Regions from separate parts of the Sus scrofa genome. Here region 1 is linked to region 2. Evidence: chromatin contacts called from public Hi-C data. All regions are on one chromosome and are shown on one strand. The core of a region is the stretch at or near the end of the contact, and the rest is flanking DNA. Distances in the headings are between cores, read along the strand shown. Region 1 holds the start of NID1 (nidogen-1). Region 2 holds the start of LGALS8 (galectin 8).

Region 1 (5,271 bases), core at 2,175-4,674, 350 kb before region 2:
TTTCTGGGAACCCAATCTGAGACACAGAAATAAGATGCAGTTGGAGGGAGTTCCCTTGTGGCTCAGTGGGTTAAGGATCTGATGTTGTTACTGCTGTGGCTCTGGCTACAACGGTGGCTCAGGTTCGATCCCTGGCCTGGGAACTTCCACATGCCCCAGGTACAGCCAAAAAATAAATAATAAATAAAGAAATAAAAGGAGTTCCCGTCGTGGCACAGCAGAAACGAGTCTGACTAGGAACCATGAGGTTGCGGGTTTGATCCCTGGCCTTACTCAGTGGGTTAAGGATCTGGCATTGCCATGAGCTGTGGTGTAGGTCGCAGGTATGGCTTGGATGTGGCGTTGCTGTGGCTATGGTGTAGGCCAGCAGCAACAGCTCTGATTAGACCCCTAGTCTGGGAACCTCCATATGCCACGGGTGCAGCCCTAGAAAAGACAAAAAGACAAAAAAATTAAAATAAAAAAATAAATAAAATAAAAAGATGCAGTTGGCAGTTTCTGTTGGGGCTCAGTGGGTTAAGGATTCAGTGCCACTGAAAGCAGTGTTGTAGATGCGGCTCAGATCCAGTGTTGTGCCCCAGTTGCAGCTCTGATTTAGCCCCTGACGAAGGAACTTTCATATGCCACAGGTGCAGCCATTTAAAAAAAAAAAAAGGCTCAGAGGTGTGCATGGACAGGAATCACTTTTTAGCAGTAGATTCTCTAGGTCTTTAGAGTATAATGTGGTCAGTCTGATGCCACAAGTAAATGAAGGCAGAAGATCACAAATTTATCATAAGAGCTCTGAGCTTGGGGGCCAATGACCCCCCCCAGAGGGGTGTCTGAATAGAAGTCAGTGGGTCTGTTACCCTAGAGGGAAAAAGAAATGTCGCTTTTATTTTCAGTAACCCCTAACTGATATTTAGCATTTCCTTCCATTATGAATGTAGGCACCAAAACACAGTAGTATTAACACTTAATGACCTTGCCACTAATAGAAGTCACAGATATTCTATCACATTTAACCACTGCAAGGGTCTCAATATTATTTACAGTCCTCATGACCTTGAAAGTTCTGTTACTAGCTGACCCACCACTGGATCCACTGCTACACCTTGCTATTTAATATGGTTAAAAATAAGCATATATTAATTGCTTCCTGCAATTTTTAAAAAATATTTTAATTTGTATTTCAACATAACTGATTTCCTCAGCAGTCCTATGGGGTTTGTTTGTTTAAGGCTACAGGTGCGGCATATGGAAGTTTCCAGGTTAGGGGTCCAATCGGAGCTACAGCTACGGGCCTACTCCACAGCAACACCAAATCTGAGCTGCGTTTGCGACCTACACCTGTAGCTCCCAGCAACGCCAGATCCTTAACCCACTGGATGGGGCCAGGGATCGCCCACATCCTCATGAATACTAGGCATCGATACTACTAGGGTTTGTTTCTACTGAGCCACAACGGGAACTCCCAGTCCTGTGGGGGTTTTTTCTTTTTTTTTTTTTAATGCATTTAAAAACCTACCACGGGAGTTCCCTGGTGGCCTAGCGGTTAAGGATTCCGTTGTCACTGCTGTAGCTCAGGTTGGATCCCTGTCCTGGGAACTTCCGCATGCCTTCGATGCGGCCAAAACCAAAAAAACCAAAAAAACAAAAAACAAAAACAAAAAAACAACCTATGACGGGGTCTTAGGTTTCAGCAGGCTGCGTGCGCAAGGAGCTCAGCGTCAGTCAACCCACACGGGGATTGGAGACTCTGTGGGTGGAGACTTTAAAGGACGCATTCTTCTTCCAGCTCCACGTGGGTGGGTCCCGGGCGCAGTCGCCCCAGCCAAAAGACCAGTACAGCCATTTCATGGGTAGGACAGGCTCCAGCCGCTGATGGTGCTGTTCCCCCCACTTCTGGAATGCACACAGCTTTATATGAAATCCACATGGTGTGCAGCGGCGGAAGGCAATGGCACGAAAGGACTTTACCAAGCTGACAGCGTACCCAGGCTCTGCCAGTTAGAAGGCTCCAGAGAGCGAAAAGGCTCAGGCCCGCTCCCCTTCTGGGGCCCCCATGGTGACAGTGCTGGGCTACAGGAAATTGGATCACCAGGGCGCTCTGCTTTCCCAGCCCTGAACTTTGGAGTGAAAAAAAACTCAACCAGAGAGCAGAATCATTGCCAAGACATATCCGGAGTCCACATACACAAATGCACGGGCTGTCGGTTAAATTCCCCGGGGGCGGAGAGCCGGCTTTGGCGGTCTTTTCCTGCCCCAGCACCTACTGGAGTCCCAGGGCCCGCGCGCCAGCTGCGACCTAGCTCTGGCCTTTGCCCCACGCCTGGTCCCAACCAGACCATCTCCTTTCCTTCAAAGGCAGAAGGCAAAGACAAGACGCGGACGGGCTTCCCAGCGGGCGCAGCTGCCCACAGCCGCGGGAGAGGAAATTCCGCCCGGGTCCCAGAGTGTGGGGTCGCGGGGTCCTGGAGTGAGACAGGGCGCACACGGGGTGGCGCCGACGGGGCGAGCTCCCCAGACCGGAGTGCCCCTCTCGCGACAGCGAACAGGCTGCGGGGAGGCGTCGGAGGCCCGGCGGAGGCGGAAAGCCCACGGGGGCTTGGAAACCGAGCGCCGCACCCCGCGCCCCAGAGGCTAGCTGGTCGCGCGGTCCCCGCCCACGACGCCCACGTCCGTCCGGCTTCGTTGGCGCCCCCAGCCCGCCTGGGCCTTCCTTCCGACGCCGCTTCAGCCTTCCACGCTCTCCCCCCAGATTGCTCCCACCTCCCGCCCGGGGTCGCACTCACGTAGATCGAGTGGATGTTGGATTTGTCGAAGAAGCGGAGCGCTGTGCTCAGCTCCAGGGCTGGGGAGACGAGGTCGTCCCCGGCCTCCAGCTCCAGGTCCCCGTGTCCCGGACCGAAGGGAAAGAGCTCCTGGTGGCTCAGGCAGCCCCCGGGCCCCGCCAGCAGCAGCTGCAGCAGCAGCGCCAGCGTCCACGCAGCCTGGCTCCAGCGGATTGCGGCCAACATGTTGCCGGACTGCTGTCCCGCAAACCAAGGGGTCGGCGGCCGGAGGCTGAGGAAGGCGGAGATGTAACCGGACGCCCCTCAGCAACCCCTCCACGCCTCCGGTCTCCCGAAGTTCCCACCCCGGGAAATAGGGGAGGGGAGGGGAACCGAGGGGAGATGGAGAGGCGCCCCGCCCCGTCCACAGGGCGCGCAGCAGAGGCTACCCAATGGCCGTGAGGGGGAGGGCGAGGGGAGACACAGAATCCCCTCGCCGTTGTGGCTGAAGCGCCCTCGTTCACGGCGGGGTAATGGGCACTGGTGGCCGCGGTTCCTGAAACTAACCCAGTTCCCATCGAACGGCCCCTCCCGGAGGTGGGAGCAGAGCGCTGAGCTCTTCACCATTGTCTTCGGGTCTGGGCTAAGTCATGGGGACCCGGCAACATGGAAATGCTCTGGATTCGGGGACACGCTGCTTGGCGGCGTCCGGAGGTCGGATTCCCCTCACATGGTCAGACTCTGGTAGGAAGAGGGGATAGTGGGTGCTGAGGATTAGCAAGAAGGGAGCAGGGCCATTTACTCGTCCATCCGTTCTCTTAACTCTTGAGTGGAAGTTCGGCCAGAAATAGGAGCCAACACGCAGAGACAAAGTCTTGAGTGTATGACATTATTCAATGTTATGTGGGGTGTGCTCCCTACGTGCCATTAGGACTGGAATAATTGGTCCAGGAGAGCGACTTTGGGGATATGGGAATCAAACCAGGTCTTCTGGAAGGGATAGAGTTCCACCAGGGGTCTGGGGAAGGAACTTTCTGGAAGCTGGAGGGCGTGAGCTCTGGGTGGATTCAAGGGGCCATCTCTCACTTGAGAATTTGGGGGAAGGAGTCCTGTTTGAAGTAAATCCTTTACTATCAAACCTAGGAACCTGATCTCTTCTAACACTGGCGGGAGTGTTCTTGACAAAGGAAGATAGGTGATGTAAGTGGTGTCCTGAATAATGGGTTGATCATTAACTTAGCGGTGGGTTGAAAGAAGAGGCAGAGGTCATCAGAGGACCATTGAGAGGGGAAAAAAAAGTAGTGAGGAAAGAAAAGGTGGAAACTGGGAAGAAATGAAGGGGAAAGGAGGAAAGTTTAAACTGGCTGGAAAGTTTTGAACCTGGAGGATTGCACAACCTCTCCTGCCTTTTAAAGTTGGGGAATGGGAGCTGCAACTTTGAGAGTTTGGATAGGTGTTTGATGTCAGACCTGTTAACTTGGAGGCATCAACAGGGTATCCTCCGTTGCCTCTCACCAGCTAAAATTAAGGGCCTGGGACCCAGTTTGGGATAATTTTTCTAATAATAGCAAATTCTCTATAATATTTAGGGAGCAGGAGTCCTGAACCAGGAGAAAATGTGAAGAAAAAGCCAGTGAAATGCACCATCGTTTTGCAATCACAAAGCCATCCCCCATTTATAGAAGAGGGACAGAGAGGCCCAGAGAGGTTAAATCACTTTGCTACAGTCACATAGCTGGAAGCCTGCATGGGACCCAGGGTGGTCCAGCTCTAAGATGACCTTAGCCACTACATGGTAGCCTCAGTATTGCTACATTTCTTTCTTTTGATGTTAAAGAGTGACTAATGCTGCCTGCAATCTGCTGCAAAATCCGGTGGCTTTTCCTTCATTTCTCTCCCAGAACTGCTTCGCTCAGAGCCTCCTCCGTTCAGCTCCAGAAGCACTTCTTGACTCTAGTCCGTGCGGTTAAGTATCCTCAGCTGCTGCACTGTCTGTCTCTGAGTTTCTGGGCTCCAGCTCTGCCCTTTTCCACAGAGAGAACTCCCTGCAGAGGCACATCTGCTCCTCTCTGCTCACCTGCATGGCTCCCAGGGCTCCAGTGTGTGCTCAGCCAGTTTCCTCCCGCCTGCACCCAGACACTCCCCTCCTTCCTACCCTCTGCTTGACAGCAGAGCCATCTCAGAAGCCATTGCCTGTCCTGGAATGCTCTCACCCCTCTCACGAATTCTCTGCCTTTTTAGTACTCAGATGGCTTCTGAAACTCCTATTGGTCCATGGAACTTTACTCAGCTAATGCAGAAGCAAGAGCAGTTCCCCACATAGCCTGTTCACAGTAGCCTGGAGTCCAGGCTGGCTGAGGCCTGGGCTCTGCTTTTACTACTCACCCTGTGAACCTGGGCAGGTTTCTATGACCTCCTCATTTGCAAGGGCTGTTCCTTTCTACAGTCAAAGGATTGTTATGAGAATTAAGACGATCCATGAAATACTCCTAGCACAGAGCTGAGCACAACGTTAAGT
Region 2 (5,394 bases), core at 2,695-5,194:
GTACACATCCCAGCTAGCACATGCCAAGGGTTAAAGACAGCTACAGAAATTGGATCCTGAAGAGTGAAGTGAACTTGGAAAATGAAAAGGAGAGACATGTAACACTGGACCAGAATGAGTTGGATAGTATATGATGTGTAATGAATCCCTCTTTTTTTTTTTTGTCTTTTTAAGGCTGCACCTGAGGCATATGGAGGTTCCCAGGCTGGGGGTCTAATCGAGCTGTTGCTGCCAGCCTATGCCAGAGCCACAGCCACGCCAGATCCCAGCCACGTCTGGGTTCTACACCACAGCTCACAGCAATGCTGGATCCTTAATGCACTGAGAGAGGCCAAGGATCCAACCTGCAACTCATGGTTCCTAGTCGGATTCGTTTCCGCTGCGCCTGGACAGGAACTCCTGAATGCCTCAATTTAAAAAACAATAAAACCCAGAGTTACAGAGGAGAAACACAGAGCAGGGACACCAAAACATGTCTTTCAAAGGAAACCTGGATAAAAATCAAGGAAGACAAGTAAGAAGATGAGAACTTTGAGGTCTCTAAGCGAAACCAAAGTGTACTAGCTGCCTAAGGTAGCTTACATAACTCTATTTGTATTTCTCGCTGATGTTTCTTGCAGCCAGTAGGTCAAACTGGCAATCGATATGGGCCCTTGACTGAAAAGTCGGTTACTTCTGAATACCTAATGTGCTCACAGTTGTGCTCTACACGTTCCCCAGGGAAATACCTAACTTAGAAAACAACACCGCACAAAATTGGCGGGTGAGCTCCAGGGGCTGAAGTCCAAGTTAGACCAGGCAGAGTGGGATCGCATTTCCCCACTGACCCAAGGTGTGGCCAAGAAGGCAGAGCTCCACGCCAGGCTCTTTCCAGGCCGAGCACGGACTGTCTGGACTCTGATCCAAGACAAACAAGGAAGCAAACCTCGAACACCTGGCCCTGACCCCTTCGATCGGGGCAGGACAGAGGCGGTGGCCCTGGCCACGTAGACCCTCCTCGGCCACTGCCGGGTCCGCACCCGTCCTGAGCGCCTTCCCTCCGAGACTTGCGGACACGCCGGAGGGGAGCAGAAGGTCTCCTCCTCTTCCCCATCCCCGGCCCCCGAGCCCCAAAGGTGCGGCAGAGACGGCCAGCTCCGCCCGGGAATCTGAAGCACACACTGCGTCCCCTCCAGACTACTCGTCCCACAGCAAGCCGGTCGCGGCCTGACTCCCCAGAGGCCGTGTAGAAGCCGGCCGGGCGGAGGCGGGCAGCAGGAAGCCCCAGCGCCCAGCAGATCCGCGAGCACGCCCCCGACGCGGAGGCAGGGCCGTCGTGGACGGCCGCACGCGAACCGGGAAAAGGCGGCTTGACCCTTCTGCTTCCCGTAGCTGTGCGCGCGCCCGGCGGGAACGCGGACGACAGGCGGTGACGGACGAACAGCCTCCTGCGCCGAGCGCCCGCGACGCCTACTACGCCAGCCCCGGGGTGAGTCGGGGGAGTGGGCTGCTGCGCGCGACTGCGGGGGATTACTTGGGCTGCGCTGTCCCCATTCGGAGTTGGACGGGTGGGACCGGCTCCGCGCAGCCCCGTCTCTGGTTCTCACCGCGGCAGCGGCGGGCTGGGTGCGGGAAGTCGCCCCGCGCGACGCCCGGGGGTGAGCGGTGGTTGGGGTTTGCGGCCCTTCCTGCGGGACCCCTGGGCGTCCGACAGCCCTGGGGCCACCTTCTCATCTGCGACCTCCCGGCCGGGGCCGGGTCACCTCCCCGCGCGCGTATCCTTCCTGGGACTTTATATGATCGGGGTCCTTTAGACTTAGTGTCAGACCTCCGTGGCCCTTGGCGGACTCTGGTCACGCTCTTTGGAGATGCCGAGTCATTGGACGTTAGGAGACGCAAGTCTTCCGAATTGTTTTGATCACCCGTGCAGCATCGGGATGGCTTCTGGTTGATTACCGCAGTCCTGTGCCTGTGTTTATTTCAAGGAATGATCGGTTTTACCTGAGCCTATGGTTTAAATTGGGTCGCTCCCTGTTCACGACGTAAATTAGGCTTGTGGCCATGGCATCTCTGTATCCTTTTCTTTTGCTCTTGTTGATGTTTCCTGAGTTTGGCGGAGCACAAACAACAGTTTGGAGGTTTTGACCAACGTGTAAGTTAATAGGTGGGAGTTACATATATAAACCAAGAGGGGTGCAGCGTTTGCTTCTTTCTCTTCCTCTTTGCCTCCCTCCCTCCCTTTTTCCTTCCTCTTCCCCTCCCTCCCTACCTTCTTCCTTTCTTAGCTTTAATGAAGTTTATTTAACAAATAGAAAATGTATATTTTTAGGGCATAGCTCTTGATGTTTTGACTACACCCATTTATTTTTCTTACAGATCTTAGACCAGGCCAAGTACTCTGATTAGGGGGTCACAAGCTGAAATTCAGGTGTTATCCGGTTTGGGCTGTATTTTCTGGGGAAGAATCCACTTCCAGGATACTTGAGTTTGTCTCCAGAGTTCATTTCGTTACAGTTTCCTAGTCTGCCCACCTACACGCCATCTCAGATGCCAGCAGTAGTGTGTTAAATTCTTTTCGTGCTTCAAATCTCTGATTTCCTCTTCTATCACACTTCTCTGGCTTCTTTCTTTATTAAGGGCTTGTGTAATTACATTGGGTCCACCGGATAATCCAGGACAATCCCTATCGACATCAGCTGGTTGGTATCCTTTAATTACACCTGCAAAATCTCTCTTGCTGTGTAACATGGCTTAACCGGTTACTCAGCTTATGTTACATCCAGTGTTGGAGATTCAGTTTTTTCTTAACAGAGGCAAAGTAATAGATTTGGTCAGTGTGTATTGAACTTTGATGACAGAATTGGTGGAAGGAAAATGTTGGAAGCTTTAGTTTCGTTTCTCTCTTAGTTCTGCTTAGTCATCGAGTCTTCCGTGGTTTAAATGTAGTACTGATGGATACTTTTTTTTTGCTACAGGGAAAACTATCTCATTAATATTTGAGGCATCGAATTTTTTTTCTTTTGACTTGTTTAATTTGGAGGAGGTAAAGCAACCCCTTCTACTAAATAACAGTAGATAAAACTTAGCATGTACTGTTCCAATGTTTTATTAAGTAATGTAAACCCTCAGAACAAACCTATGAGGTGAATGCTATTATTATTCTTATTTTACAGGTAAGAAAAGTTAAATGAACCTCTCTGATAGTTGTATAGGAGTATTTGCTATTATTTTGTTTTAGGTTTTTTGTTTTTTGTTTGTTTTGGTCTGTACCTGTGGCATGCAGAAGTTCTTGGACCAGGGATTAAACTCATGTCACAGCAGTGACCGCCAGGTCCTTAACCCACTGCACCACCAGGGAACTTCTAGTATTCTTAATAAGTTTTTGTTTGTTTGTTTGTTTGTTTCTTTTTTAGGGCTGTACCTGCAGTATATGGAAGTTCCCAGGCTAAGAGTTGAACCAGAGTTGTAGCTGCCAGCCTATGCCACAGCTGCATATGCGACCTACGCTGTGATCTTAACCCACTCATCGAGGCAGGGATAGAACCCACATCCTTTTGGGTACTAGTCATGTTCTTAACCCGCTGAGCCACAGTGGGAACTCTCAACAATAAGTATTTTTAATAAAATTTTCAAGTTAGAAATTTTCTACTGATGTACTTTTAAAATCAGTATTTCCTGGAATTATAATGCAAAATTATTTAGTAAAATACATGGGATAAGAATTTCAGTCAGATCTTTGATTGTAATACCATCTGGTTATTTGGTAAATATTAGTAAAATAATTTATATATTTTAAAAAGTTGTGAAGAAAAATAATGCACACTTATTTTTCTTTCCCTCTTATTTTGATTTTACACAGGGCAAGTGCCTCAGTTTCAATCTGGAAATTCTTTAAATGAAACCTGTTTAAAATCTTAGGCCATACCCAGAAGAGAGACCCCGGTCAACAAAAAGGTGGAAAAGAATGACGTTGTCCTTAAATAATCTGCAAAATGTCATCTACAACCCGGTAACTGATTTCTATAAACTTTTTGCCTGTGCCAGGGTTGAGAACAAATCCATTTGGATAGTAATTATCCATTGCTGGGGTGGGGAGGGCAAGAGTAAAATTCAGTAAATGTTAAGTGGTGTATCTGCCATGTGATAGGGACTCTGGTGGGCCCTGTCCAACAGATACAGCCCTTGGAGCCCCTGGATGCTCAAGTCAGATTGCCCCAGAACACGCCTTTCTGCATCTGGGGAGTCAGCCAACTGCGCATCAGATAGTGCGTGTTTACTGGAAGAAAAAAAAAAAAAATCCAAGCGTGAGTGGATTCAGACCCGCACAGTTCAAACCTGTGTTGTTCGAGGGTCATATGTTATGAATGGAGAGCATGGGCATACAGATGGAGGGAACTTGGCTGTGGTGGTGGTGGGAAGGTTCAGAACATCCCAAGACATAATTTTCAAAGGAAAATGGATTTCTTACTCTACAAGTTTTAATTTTTCTTTTAAAATTAGACCTGTTTGTGAGAAGTTAACATCTCAGCTTTTCTCCCTGCCCCTCAAATACCTCGTGGTACCTGAGCAGAGAATGTCAAAAACTAGTGAGGTGGAGAATGAAAAAAATTAGCAGTCTTGTTCCAGGCACCCTGAATGTAATTGCTGGAAATTTCAGTGTATTTCCTGGGAAGTAACAAACTTGTTTTAGTTTCATGTAGTGTGAGAATCTTTAGAGATGTTTCATTTCCATGTGTCTGAAGCTGAACTTAAGTCTGAGATGGAGTTGCTTTTTTTTGGTAACCCTCTAGGAGATTCTTGGTAAGAATCCTTCAAGTAAGGCCTTCAACCAGTCCTATTAGTGTAAGTAAGTGGGTTCAGGTTTCTGTTGTTTGCTTTGTAGCTGCAGCCCTTTTTTTTCCCTAGGGGTTAATGCCATTGTGTAAGAATGAGGTACAACCGCCATATAAAGCAATGTCTGTTTTAGAAAAAATAGCCTTTAGTCATAGTAGGTTTAAAAAGGAAAACTTGCTGGATTTGAAGTCAGCAGGACATTTAAAATGATGTTGTGCATCCAAGGTTAAAAACTTCATATTGTAGACTGACTTTCTCCAAAGTTGTTTTTTTTTTTGTTTTTTTGTTTTGTTTTGTTTTTGTCTTTTTAGGGCTGCACTCTGAGCACATGGAAGTTCCCAGACTAGGAGTTGAATTGGAGCTGCAGCTGCCGGCCTACACCACAGCCACAGCCACACCAGATCCAAGCCATGTCTGTGACCTACACCACAGCTCATGGCAACGCCGGATGCTTAACCCACTGAGTGAGGCCGTGGATGGAACCTATATCCTCATGGATACTAGTTGGGTTCATTACCACTGAGCCACAGTGGGAATTCCTCCAAAGCTGTTTTGTTTTTGTTTTTGTTTTTCTCTTTCTCC

Evidence for each region. A called contact is a pair of places that touch in the nucleus more often than the background predicts.
Region 1: a contact with region 2 is called in a Hi-C map of liver, with 7 times the contacts expected there. The contact joins the promoter of NID1 here to the promoter of LGALS8 in region 2. A contact is called at or near these places in 1 of 5 promoter capture datasets (liver) and 3 of 47 Hi-C or Micro-C datasets (all in liver).

The regions. Positions count from the first base shown.
Region 1 is chr14:55,237,480-55,242,750 of Sscrofa11.1, reverse strand. It overlaps NID1 (nidogen-1), which reads right to left and starts at 3,424. Exons shown (of 20, transcript XM_021073758.1): 1 at 2,775-3,424. The coding sequence starts at 2,999.
Region 2 is chr14:54,887,621-54,893,014 of Sscrofa11.1, reverse strand. LGALS8 (galectin 8) reads left to right here and starts at 3,944. Exons shown (of 9, transcript NM_001142827.1): 1 at 3,944-3,988. The coding sequence starts at 3,944.